3 separate regions of the Zea mays genome follow, and regions 2 and 3 are each linked to region 1. Evidence: chromatin contacts called from public Hi-C data. All regions are on one chromosome and are shown on one strand. Each heading gives the region's core, a stretch centred on a gene start, on an enhancer-like site or on the middle of the called end of the contact. The rest is flanking DNA. Distances are from core to core; before and after follow the strand shown. Region 1 holds the start of LOC103653050. Region 2 holds the start of LOC100382052 (Somatic embryogenesis receptor kinase 2). Region 3 holds the start of LOC541692 (sigma factor of plastid RNA polymerase).

Region 1 (4,568 bases), core at 102-2,601:
AATCACTTATCAAATATGATTGTGCCGTCGCAACGCATACAGGGGTGGGCCTCATTCAATTCAATGGTATTCAATTGAATACCCATTATTTTGACAAAAACAACATATACATATATAGTATATATACATAGGAAATAAGAAATGAATCAAATGAGTGGAGGAATTTCTATTAACTTAGACCAAAATATCTCTAATCTCCTTGCTACTTCTCATACCCACCCAGCCCAATAAATTGTTGTGTGATTGTGTCCTATGAGATCCAATGGAGTGATATAGCCCATCTTAGTATCTCACGACAAAAAATCTTCAAACCCTATTGTCGTACTAGGGAAGAGTTGTCAGGTCGTGGTGGGACATTAGCGACAATGCGAGGCATTAGCGATTGGAAAGAGCCAAATATGATAAGTATCTAGGCAACAACCGAGCAATAGCCTCTGGTGCATTTCGATTTAAATTTTTTGAAATAGTTGTATGAAATTTGAGTTTAGTAGGCTAGTTATTGGATCGGTTATGACTATATTGTGTGTGCTTAATTATAGATTATATATAATTAACTACATATATAAACAAGCTTTAGGTCTAGAAAAAATTTTATCCTAATTTTTTTGAATACCCGCCTTCTAAATCCTGGGCCCGCCACTGAATGCATAGGCACTGTACTATGTAGTGGTGAAATAACTAGATTAAAATAATAAAATTTATGTATGGCTAGAATCATAAATGGATCATGAAGTATTTTCTTATAATAGTATAACATATATTTGTACTTAAGTTATCGTGCTATTATATGTTCCCGTTGCAATGCACGGACGCCTTAGCTCCGCGCGAAGGCGCCCGTGAACACACGTACTTTACATGACTGCACAAATATCTTTAAACACAGCTTGTTGGGCTTTCATTGATGTTCAAACTACTCACAGGAATTAATGCTCCAATTGGATTTGGGTCGTATAGCTCTGAAAGTCGGACAGATAAACAAAGCCCAGCTTTTCCCCCCTGGAGCGCCCAATAATAATCCTTGTTTTTTTTTCTTCCTTCTCGAGGAAGCCCAATGAGATGGATGCCATCCCAATTGGATCCGAGGGATGTGATGTTTTTTATTTTAAATGTCATATAAGCATCAATCAAGATCATGCAACCAACATCAGCAGTATGTATTTTGAGTGGGAGAGAGACAAGCTCCCTGAAATGAATTCTCCATTCTTAAAGCTCTGTAGGCTCGGAACCTGAGCCTGGTCGTGAGGACATGGACAAGGTGACGACGGAGCAAAACAAGGGCCATATTTCGCGGCCGGGAAAACATCCTCCCTTAAAGGCGGTGACATGCATGCATGCGCCTTATCTTGAGACTCACATCAAGATCCCATTCTTTGTAGGCTTGTAACCCAACTTAATTCTGGACAGGAATCTGCGATCAGAGACTCATCACGTCCTCGCTAGCTAGAAGACATGCATAATAACGTATATGCCTTCAGAAATATGTGTTCACTTCGTGTCTTCGTTCATATATATGCACCCAAAATCAGTTCTTGAGCAGCCTTTAGCCAGCTTCGTATCAGGTATCACACACTGTTGTTAGCACCTGCAACTGCAATGTGGAGCTGGAGCTCCATGGCGTTTGGCTCTCTCCTCCTCCTCTTCCTCCTGGCTACCAGAGCTTATGGTGATGATGATACTTGATCTTCATTTTTATCTCTCAGTCTCTGTACGTATATATATAGAATGATGACGAAGATGTTACATTTTCATCGTCTGCAGGTCTTGGGAGGCAGGACATGCAGTTGCACACAGCACACTTGCCCATGAACACGAAGGTCAATAGCCAGAAGGTGAGTGACGCAGTTCTTTCTAGCTAGCGTTAAGCCGTTAATTCTCCAGTCTACATTAATTAGCTTCTTCTTCGTCATGCGCACCCATGTGACTGCGTGTGCGCGCGCGCGTCTGATGATCTGTAGTAATTCTCTATTCGATCTGTGCTGTAGCAGGAGATACCAGCTGACTTCAAGTGGCAACTACGACCGCCGGCGGGCACACTGGACAGCCGCCGGAACGGCTTAGGCGGCAGCACCACACCGCCAGAGCATCGCCGCCTGGCGACGACCACGGGACGTGCCGCTGCCGCGAAGGAGGAAGACGGCGGAGGAGAGGTCAAGAAGACGATGTGGAGGACTCATCGTCGTGAGGTGGCGGCGCCCAGGTTTATCCACCAAGACTACGCCGGGCCCAGCGGTCACTCACCCAACCACCACCGGGCAATTCCCTGCGGCCCATGCTAGCATGCATCGAGCACAACAGCAGTTTTTCTCCGGTGAACAAATGCTGCTTGCATGCTTTGCGTCCGGAGATGCGATGTCCTTGTTGTGGGCTTGTGGCTGGAGAGACGACTAGCAGCAGAGGAGTCCCCTAGTAGCACCTAGCTAGATACAGTGGCGGACCCAGGATTTGAGGACAGTCTAGGCAAGATTAAGTTGCTATCCTTTATGTCTGTGCTTGCTTGCTTCTCTCCATTGCCGTAGGATTAAGCGTATGGTACTTGCTTGCTTCTCTCCATTGCCGTAGGCAAAGCAGCCCAGGCCACCGCCTGTGGTGCCTGGGTGGTGAGTCCGCCACTGGCTAGACCCTAGTTCAAGTTGCTGGTAGACATTGGCAGTTTTGGGCTTATTTCAAGATAACTTTTCTCACTCTCAAATCTTGATTAGTATATGTTTGACGCGAAGATCGGTCACACGCTAGCTAGCTACATCTAGGCCGTCACTACAGGAAAACTACAGGAAAAACAGTTAATTCCCGTCGGCCAGGAACCGACGGGAATAAGCATTAAACCGACGAGAATAAGTAATTCCCGTCGGTTTAGGGCTTATTCCCGTCGATTGTCAGCGGCCAGGCGTCCCTTGTCGGGGATAAGGTTATCCCCGTCGGCGGCTGACAGGAATAATTAATTCCCGTCGGCTAGTTAGTGGCCGACGTGAATTAAGGCTAACTCCCGTCGGTTTTGCTGGCCGACGGGCGTCACATATTAATTCCCGTCGGTTTCCCAGGCCGACGGGAGTTATTAATTAATTCCCGTCGGCCCTACGTGGCCGACGGGAATTAACTGGGCCGACGGGCATTAGTAATTAATTCCAGTCGGTTCGACCATAGCCGACGGGAATTAACTGGGCCGACGAGAATTACCCTATACTGCTACAAAAACAGCACTAAATTAGGTCACTATTTCTGCACACATAACATATATCACACATACATAAATCACAGATAACAACCACATTACAAACACATGCATTTAGAGATACGACATTCACAAACACATGCATTTAGACATAAACACATGCATTTATAATTAAAACATCCACCAACGAGTACGACATAGTATTAAAACTAAACATCCACCAACGAGTACGACATAGTTTTGAAACATAACATCCACCAACGAGTACGACATTTCAAACATAAGTTCAAGTGTTTAGAGATAACCACCACTTGGGTGGTTAGAGCTTTGACCGCCGCCGCCACCACCACCAGGAGGAGGGAACGCGAAGAGCGAGTCAACAAATCCAGTCCCTACTGCTGGATCAGACCCACTACCACCCGCTTCAGGCGTAACCTATGCAAGTTAGCAAATATCAACACGTTAAATGCAAATATCAAAAAATATACAAGTGTATAAATTAATCGAGAGTTATCAAACGTACCCTATCTCCAAGTGCAGGTATATGTGTCGGAGGGGTGTTGAACTGTGGTGGTGGAACTGGTGTGTTTGCAAATTGGCTCCATTGTGGTGGCGGTGGAAAATTTGTTGCCATGCCCTGTTGCTGCATTAACTGTTAAACACATATGTGTTACTACTGAAGATGTTGTATTGAAATATAATAATTTAGAGTTCGGATTATGTGTACTCACTTGATACATCGCTTGGTTATGTGCATTGCAAGCCTCCATAAATTCGTGTTGTTGTCTCATCTCTTCACGCATCCTCATAATCTCCAACTTCTGCTCGTTCGGTCGACGAGAGCATGAGCTACGGGAAGATGAACCCGTCCTCTGAGATCTCACCGACGACGAGTCAATGAATCCGTCGAAGAGTGCGTATCTATAAGTGATTCAAAAAATATGATTACTGCAAAATCAATTTAGTGTCAACCATATAATTTCATAAGTTAGAGGTTACCGTTCATGCGCTTTGCCACCACCACTTGCGTACACCACCGAGGGATCCACTGGTTCATGGCGCCAGTCGAAGTCAAGGCCATGGCGACGAATCATCTCCTCCCCATAGGACGCCTATACATCATTCACAATCTTACAAATGCAGGAATTTATATACTTTGAACGTTTGAACTTTTGAGCCAAAACTCACCAAGCGATCCGTGGCTGTCTAGCTGCAGAGCTAGTCAGGGTTGTTCGGGTCTGGTCCTTTGTGGCCCTCCTGGTAGACCTCAATGTCACTAGGCTTTTGGCCACTCGTAGCTTCCTGTATAAACAAAAAACATTCATAAGAAACTGAAAGGGAATTAGGCTTACACCTTTTTCCTAATTAATTTTGGTGGTTGAATTGCCCAACACAAATA
Region 2 (4,594 bases), core at 143-2,642, 280 kb after region 1:
GAACTGTCTGGACCGCGGACCGTCCGGCTCCAGAACGAGACCGTCCGCTCGCTCTTTTTGTGCCTAGGGGTGGGCGTTCGGGTTACCCGAAATTTTCGGGTCGGGTAATTCGGGTTTTTAAAATTTCGGGTTTTGAGAATTGATACCCGAAATTACAACGGATTTTGCAATACCCGAAAATTCGGGTACCCGGAATTTTGGGTTCGGGTTCGAGTATTCCCGAACTACCCGAATTATTATGTTGGCTTCATAGAAAAACATATACCCTATTAAATTAGCATAAAAACATAGTTTGAATAATGATATACATGGACATATAAAACATAAGCTATCTATAATCACAAGTTATGCACACTTACACATAATTATAGATGTATAAATTAATAATTAAGCATGACACATGAAAGTTCGGGTAATTTGGGTATTTTGGGTACCCGATTGTGATACCCGAATTACCCGAAATAAATTCGGGTTTTGCAAGTTGCTACCCGAAATTCCCGGACAAAATTCGGGTTTCGGATATTTCGGGTTCGGATTCGGGTATTCCGGGTTCGGGTTTCGGGTTACGGGTTTTTTTGCCCAGCCCTATTTATACATGTACATGTGGGCCGGCCTGGCCCGGCACGGCACAAGCCCACGAAAGCACGGCCCACAAAGGCACGGCCCACAAAAGCACATATCTAATTATGGGCCGTGCCGTGCCAGCACGTGTGCCCAGTCATCGGCCCACGACACGGCCCACAATTAGTTATGTGTGCCAGGCCGGCCCAAATAGCCCAAAATGTCTTAATGTGCCAGACCGGTCCATATACATACAACAGTAATACATCAACAAAAAGTATAAAATATATATATGACCAAAATAAAACTAAGATGTTTTGTGGATGCACATTATAAACCTTTGGTCAGAAAGAAAAAAAATACAATTAGCTCACAAATAATATCCAGTTCTCTGTTTAGTGTTTAATTGAGTACTATACATCCATACAGAATACATATACAATGATCATCATCACTATTCACTATCTATATATTGGTATTGGTTCTCGATGGCTTATTGAAGCTCTAGATTCTCCAAGTTATGCTAGTCATGTGGGATTTGATAGACCTTAGTTAAATACTGAGTCTATATTTAGTGGGCCTCGGTGGGCCTTAGTTAAATGGGTCGTGCCAGGCCGGCCCGTGGGCTTGACTTGAGGCCCAGGCACGGCCCACAATGTGGGCCGTGCCGGCCTAGGCCCACAATTAGGTTGGGCCGTGCCAGATATGAGCCGTGCCAAAAATTGTGTGCTTTGAGCCGACCTATTAGGCACAGCATAAATGTACACCTATAGCCCTATTTATGCCCAACACATCCCGTTCGATTCCATCCCACCCCACCACCCGTGTCTCGTATCGCCATTCTACCCAACCGCAACGAAAATGAGCCCAGGCGATAAAGGCTGAGTCCGTCCGTCGAAAAGCGAGCGCAGAGTGGGAGAGAGAAGGGGGTCGATTCGGAGAGATCGAGAAAGAGGAGGGAGGCGGAGGGCGACGTGGCGGTGGGTGCTGAAGCGGAGCCTGCAGCGCCCGCTCGAGTACTCGCCGGATCGCCCGACCTGCCGGTACAGCGCTGCAGACAGCCTGATCCGGCCGATCCGGCGGGAATGGCGGCGCGAGGAGGGATCTAGCGGAGGTGGTGGGGTCGCGCGGCAATGGCGGAGGCAGAGCCGCGGCGCCGGTGGGCGGTGTGGGCGCTACTGCTGCTGCTCCACCCCGCCGCGCTCGTGCTCGCCAACACCGAAGGTGCGCGGTGAGCCCGTCCTTCTCTCTCTCTCTCTCTCTCTCTCTCTCTCTCTCTCTCTCTCTCTCTCCCCGCTTCGCTTGCTTGCCTTGTGCCCCCCGACTTGCTCCGTCTGACGCGGGGGGCTTCCGGGAGCTCTGCCTGCTTCCGGTGCACCTAATTCAAACGGGGGTTGGGCTTACCGCTTTACGCCTATGCTACTGGAGCAGTGCATGAGGCGAGCGCCAAGTGCCGTTTCCTGGGGGTTTGGCTGGGCGCCGTTTCTGGCCCTCGCTGCCCGGGAGTAGAGGAGCCGTTTCTGCGTTTGACCAAACAAATTCGAATCCACTTTTACTCTGCGGCGGATTCAGGTGCCTGGCAACTGGCCGAGCCGAACAAATCCGCCCTTCCTTTTGCTGCAAATTTGTATCTATTTTTGCTCTTCGAGACCAAAACTTAGAGAGTTATTAGTGCTGCTAGCATCATTAATTGGATCCATATCTCCTCTGAATTCATTTCCCTCCGAGTGTCCATGCTCCCTCGTTCTGGTGTTCCTGCTGCGCGCCCCTGTGCGTCCTGAAGGCCTTCTGTGGCTTAGTACTACTGTTGCATTAAATCGCTTCGCTACATTCTGCCTAATGTTTCCTGCGTGCTGGTTTGCTCGGGCAACGGTAGTGCAGTCGCCTTACCGGTCGTTAGGCTTGATTTGGACGTCTCCTGACGTGGTTTCGTTGTTTCTGGATATACTTCTGTTCTGTTTCTAGTTGGTGGCTGGACATTTCTCAGGGGGCCTTGGTGTCTATATTTGGTTCTGCTACTCAGAGTGATTTTCCATCTTCCTAGTCCTATAATTTGCTTGTTTGAGGGTGAGCGGCGATTTATGGCCGGTTTTCGGTTGCTGGTGCTCGGGCTGGTTAGGAGTCAGGACTTTGCATGGCTTGCTTCTGTTGTTTGCTTGTTTCGGGTGCTTGCTGTTAGGTTCACGCTGACAGCGCTTGCTTGAGTATTGGTTATTTTGTGCTACTTTGGTCTTGCACCGATGGTCATGTGGCCTATGGGCTATATTTCGTTTATTTGGAGCGAAGTGTTTTGTCATAGAATGGACAGTTGTCTTGCTGTGTTTTTGCTTTGATGCCTGTACTAATGAGAGGGGAATTGTTCAAATTCTGAGTTTTAGGGCTGAAGCTTTGTCTTACTTGATGCCATTAGCCCATTAGCTACAAGTACTAATGGAATGGATGTTGATATTATCGTTTTCATTTGTATTTGATGATGTTGATTTTTATTTATTTATGGCTACCTAAGTCCTAAAAGGGATATTGGTTACCACTTGCCACAACTCTACAGCTTTACTGATTGATGTATCCCTTTGCTTGTTTGGGTGACATTTCTAACAAAAGAAGACTGCATTTTCCATTCTGCTGTTGACAGGTGATGCCTTGCATAGCTTACGTACCAACTTAAATGATCCTAATAATGTTCTACAAAGTTGGGATCCCACTCTGGTCAACCCCTGCACTTGGTTTCATGTTACCTGCAATAATGACAACAGTGTCATCAGAGTGTAGGTTCACCTTTTCCTCCACTATATTTCATCAGTGAGTTGCACCTATTCTATATTTCCTAGTGAAAGTTTTACTTTATTCACAGTGATCTTGGAAATGCTGCACTATCAGGAACTTTGGTTCCGCAACTTGGACAGCTCTAAAACTTGCAGTACCTGTAAGTTCTCTTTCTTTGCTGTGTTTTCTAATCCCATACTGATTTTTGCATGTGTTAGAAGATTCTATTATCTTTCTAGGTGAAAACATTTCAGGCATGACTGCTCATATAAGAAATATCCTGTTCATAATACTTATCACATATATGAAAATAAGGTTATGCTGCTGCAATGTCTAAAGATTGTATGTTGTTCTGGTGATGTCAAAATAAGTGACTGGTATATTCTGTCTTTAAATGACGAGCCTATCTTATATAAAATGACAATGCTGTTGGCACTATTAACTGTGATGTCATAACAATAACATTCACCGCCTTCATTAATCACTATGACCAATAACATTCACCGCCTTCATTAATCACTATGACCTCAACCATTTACTGTGGCATGCCATAACTCGGTTACTTAGTTTTTGCTATATTTTTAAATTAGTTACTGTCTTCATATATTAATTTTTTATGCAGGGAGCTCTACAGTAATAATATCAGCGGAATTATACCTAGTGGATTTGGAAACCTTACAAACTTGGTCAGTTTGGATTTGTACCTGAACAACTTCACTGGTCCAATACCAGATTCATTGGGGAAGCTATTGAAGCTGCGGTTCTTGTAAGATATCTGAAGACATCCACATTGATTTTCCCTACTATTTACAGTAGAGTAAAACCTGTTAAGAGTAGGAATCACGCACACTGAATCTGTCTGTCATCATTGGTTGCTTCATCCCATCTTTTGTATTGACCAAGGGAGATCTTCTATGACATTGAGATTTCACTAGGCCACATACATGGTAGCTGCTTTGTTAAAATCATGATTTTGTTCTTATGAATGCAGTTACTTTGTTAATAAAAGGTTAAAGAAAATAGCTGCCTAGCCTCATTGGGTCCCATACATTGGAAGAGGTAAGATTTTCCAGGACAGAGTTGCTATTGATGGTAGCGTTGAGTGATTCCTTGTGTTCAAAAGTGACTCTTGACGTATGTATATTGTATAATTAGATTATTCATATCCAGCAATCTGTTTTTGATGTTTTAAGGTGTCTATCTCTATCATGGTGTTAGGTTTTTAACTTATTATAGTTTCTAAGTTTTCTCATTTTTTATGAAATTACCT
Region 3 (4,279 bases), core at 668-3,167, 360 kb before region 1:
TGGGACCGATTGGGACCCGAAAAATCGATCAATCAATCAATATACATCTAGTTCTTTACATTTTGTCGTAGGAGTAAACAATAACTTAGTTTTCTCTTTAAATCTTCACATTATCCAGCTGTACGTCGATTAGAGGCGTCTTGGGTGGCCTACCGATCCCAAGACACCATATGATCTCTCATCCCCGATGGGGTCCATCTCGGGAGCGAGATCAGACGCCATCGCCGAACTTCGTCGCCCCTGCGCACGCGCGGACCCTCCAGACACCAGGCGTGGACCGTCCGGCTTGTCAGGCAGGAACCTTTCGGCCCCTGGCCCGGACCGTCCATTCCTCTGTAGATAGCACCGGTGTCGGTTCTCATCGCAGCGATTAGCGCCCGGATTAGCGCTAGCAAGAAGCCCTCAAGATACGAATCATTTTATGTGGGTTATATAAGTGAAACTGTATCTAGACCTAGAGAACCATGCTAGAGACGTTCATTCATCAAGATATATTTCGTGTTTTTTCACTTACTCACTTGATATCCCTTGAGATACGGATCATTTTGGACTTGTTCGATTTCATCAAATCCATATAGATTGTAGAGGATTAGATAGATTTTAATCCACAACAAATCAAAATCCTTCACAAATTTTCCAACCTCTTCCAATTCATAAAATATAGGAATAACTGAACAATATCTTATATGGGTGTACATGCCCTTAGCGTCGGTAGTTTGGTTGTCAACAAGACACCAAAGGCAAAAGGAAACGGGTTCAACCTTTTTCGAGCCCTTATAAAACACGCTTCTTTGGGTTGCCTGTCCGTTAATACGAGAAATCTGATGATAATTTCCGTTTCTTCAAAAATAGGGAGGGGATAATGCATTAGGTTGAGTCCAGTGCACCGCCTCCCTCTCGCCCCTGCCACGTCAGCTCTCGCCTCCACTCTCGCCCCTGCTGCTCCAGTGCACAGGCTGCAGCAGGCTACAGCCTCAGGCTATAGCCACGTCAGCTTTTTTATTTCAGAATTAAGTAATTCACGCGGATTTATTTCAACGCTCAGAAAACACACAACATAATATTTTTTATTGAATTAAAAATTACAAAGTACATAATAATTAAAATAAAATGACATGATAATTAAAATAAAATTACATAACTCTAATCGGACTCCTCGATCTCATCCTCATCTTTCTCCTCTTCACGTTCCGCTTCCGGTTCCTCTTCTTCGTCATCTAGCAGACGGAAATAGTGCACGGAGGAGTGAGGCTGAAACATCGGAGCGACGATGTAGTGAAGAAGACTCATCTAACGGAAGGGTTGTAGGTGACCCATCGGACTGCAAGAGATCCGTGAAGGTGTTCAAATCTGGGGACCAACCCGACATTGTGTGAAGAAAGGGGAGTTTAGAAGAGAAAAATAAGATGGAATGGTGTGTGGAATGAGCTCCACCCGGGTAGGGGTATATATAGAGAGATTGGGGATGAAATTTGTGATTTTTTGTAATTTTTTTCGAATTTTTTGGACTCCAAACGGTCAAAAACGGCTAGTTGCAACGGCTAGCACACGTGGACCAATCAGATCGCGACACGTGGACCAATCAGATCGCGCCACGTCGCTCTCGCCCGCGCTCTCGCCCCGCCAGTGCCTCGCCTCCCTCTCGCCCGCCTCTCGCCCGGGCGAGCGCTCCAGCGCGGGCGAGAGCGAGGCGATATCGCCCGCTCTCGCCGGGCGCCAGCGCCATCGTCCGGCGCCGGCCTCTCGCCCGCCTATCGCCCGCGCGCGGGCGGCAGCGGCCTCTTCTCACCCGCGCTGCCGCCTGCACTAGCACCAGCCTTAAGAGCGCGCAGGCCGGGCACCGCTGGTGGGCCATAGGCGACCCATCAGCCCACGAAACTAAAAAGGCACACGAGGGGGAAGACGATGCCCACCAGGCTCCAGAGCGACGAGCCCGATGGGCGTCGTGTGGTCGGCGTGCCGCGTGGAGGAGGCAGCGTGATCTTTCTATTGCCGCCCTGGCCGATCTCGTGGCGGAGGCACGACCGCAGCAGGCAACGACGAGCCGAGCGGAAAGCGACGAGGGGCAGCCACAATATCTTCCGCCCACCAATGGCCTCGCGCTCCCTCGCTCCTCGCTGCCCGCACCCTATCCTCTCCTCTCCTCCTTCACCGGCTCCGAACGCTCACCCGCACCTCCATGCCGCGCGCGCGCGGTAACACACCTCCGTGAGTCTCCTCTTGCTCGTAGTAAAACACTAGCGGACCAGAAAACGCCTCTCTATCTCTCTTTCCTCGTCAGTCCCTCTCTCTCGGCGTGTGGTGGGCATAGCTTCCCTGCCTCCACTTGTCTTCTTTGTTTCCTCTGCTGAGGGCTAGTAGGATCAGTTCAGTTCCTCGCCGCCGGTCTCCTACTGCGTGCACTTCTGCTGCCTGCTGTCCTAGCCCTGTACCGCCGACTCTACTGTACCTCATCATTCGCCTTGCTGCATCCGCCGCCTCGGTCGCGCAGGTACGGTACAACTCCGGCGTTTGCTTGCTCGCAGTCGCATCGCCTATTCGCCTGCGCCGGTTGTTTCTCTCTCTCGATAGGTGTGTGTATACAGAATATACATATACTTACTCACGTACCGTACGGCCGCCGCGGCGTGCGCAGGTGAAGCGGACGCCATGACCGCGACGCCGGCAGTGATCGGGCTGAGCGCTGGGCACCGCCTCCTCGCCACCTCGTTCGGCTCCCCCGACCTCGCGTCCCCGGACGCGCACTCGTCGCTGCAGTTCGCGGCCGCCGCACCGAAGCTCACCGTCGTCGCGCACCGCGCCCCCGCCTCCTCTTCCTCCTCCTCTCCGCCCAACGTCGGGCGCGGCTCTTCCGCCGCCGGCCACGCGCGCGCGCGCGCCATCCGGGCGCTCAGGAACCACTCCGCGCCCGCGCTCGCCACGCCACCGCCGCCTCCTCTACCGGCGGACCCGACTCCGGACCTAGACTCGGAGTTCGAGTCCTCGCTCGAGGCCATCGTGCTGCTGCAGCGCTCCATGCTCGAGAAGCAGTGGGAGCTCCCCTTCGAGGACGACATCATTTCCACTGACGACGAGCAGGACGACAGGGTTAGCAAGGCCACGGTGGTGGCGGCGCGGTCGGGCGTCTCGGCGCGGCAGCGGCGGATGAGCGGCCGGCGGCGGGGAGCTGGTCGGAAGAGCGTTGCCATCAGCCCGGAGCTGATGCAGAGCCGGAACCGCATCTACCTCAGGGGCACCGTCAGCAAGGACCTCCTCACGCACAAGCAGGTCATCCAGCTCTCCAGGAAGATCAAGGACGGCATCTGGCTTCAGCACCAAAGATCAAAGTAACGTTTCAATCCAAGATGCATGCCCATCAATTGCACAACTTCAGATAATTAGCATTTGAAAGCTGACATCGTATCTCCCAAAACCATTCAAAATGCTCTATAGGCTGAAATGTATTAAACAAAAGTCCATGTAGTATAACTGTGATCAAAATTGCACGCTGAAGATTGTGGGCGCCTAATGAAATTACATTCCCTATCTGATTCTGATTCCCCGCTGCCCCCAATTTTGAGTTCAGGCTGAAGGAGAAACTGGGGAACGAGCCATCATACAAGCAGCTGGCACAGTCACTGCGGATATCAGCTCCTGAACTGCGCGCAAGGATGCGCGAGTCGTTTCTCGCGAGGGAGATGCTGACAATGAGCAACATCCGTCTGGTCATATCCATTGCCCACAAGTATGATAACCTCGGTGTCGACTTGGCAGACCTTATTCAGGTGATGGCATGAGATGTGTCGACCGATTGAAATGTATCTGGGTATTCCAGCTGTTTAATTTGTTTGTTTTACACTGCAAATTACTCATTACTTTACCTCAAACGTTGAAATGGAATGTGTTCATCCACGTTGCAGGGTGGTCTGATAGGGCTACTCCGAGGGATCGAAAAATTTGATGCATCGAGGGGATTCAGGATTTCCACCTATGTGTATTGGTGGATTCGTCAGGTTATTTGAGCAGATTTTCTTGTCCTGCAGCAGCAATTTGGACCTAATCAGATCATAGCTGAATTGAGCCTTACATTCATTTGTTTGTTTGTTTGTAACCAGGGTGTTTCAAGAGCATTGGCTGATAACTCAAAAACGTTCAGGCTCCCTACGTATTTGCACGAGAGGTTGATAGCAATTCGTGGTGCAAAGTACGCGTTAGAGGATCAAGGAATTGCTCCGACAATAGAGGTAAGGATGCTACATTGATGAAGCTCTTTTGGCCACTTCTTCTCCAGCAAACCGGG

The links. A called contact is a pair of places that touch in the nucleus more often than the background predicts.
Region 2: a contact with region 1 is called in a Hi-C map of leaf, with 6 times the contacts expected there. The contact joins the promoter of LOC100382052 here to the promoter of LOC103653050 in region 1. A contact is called at or near these places in 4 of 25 Hi-C or Micro-C datasets (ear, leaf and tassel).
Region 3: a contact with region 1 is called in a Hi-C map of ear, with 2.3 times the contacts expected there. The contact joins the promoter of LOC541692 here to the promoter of LOC103653050 in region 1. A contact is called at or near these places in 2 of 25 Hi-C or Micro-C datasets (ear and tassel).

What each region holds. Positions count from the first base shown.
Region 1 is chr4:32,406,996-32,411,563 of Zm-B73-REFERENCE-NAM-5.0, reverse strand. It overlaps LOC103653050, which reads left to right and starts at 1,351. Exons shown (of 3, transcript XM_008680025.3): 1 at 1,351-1,663; 2 at 1,759-1,829; 3 at 1,983-2,689. The coding sequence starts at 1,594. The coding sequence ends at 2,276.
Region 2 is chr4:32,130,081-32,134,674 of Zm-B73-REFERENCE-NAM-5.0, reverse strand. It overlaps LOC100382052 (Somatic embryogenesis receptor kinase 2), which reads left to right and starts at 1,392. Exons shown (of 11, transcript NM_001174817.1): 1 at 1,392-1,792; 2 at 3,194-3,326; 3 at 3,413-3,484; 4 at 3,947-4,090.
Region 3 is chr4:32,765,289-32,769,567 of Zm-B73-REFERENCE-NAM-5.0, reverse strand. It overlaps LOC541692 (sigma factor of plastid RNA polymerase), which reads left to right and starts at 1,917. Exons shown (of 10, transcript XM_008680032.2): 1 at 1,917-2,491; 2 at 2,636-3,326; 3 at 3,566-3,764; 4 at 3,900-3,992; 5 at 4,095-4,223. The coding sequence starts at 2,650.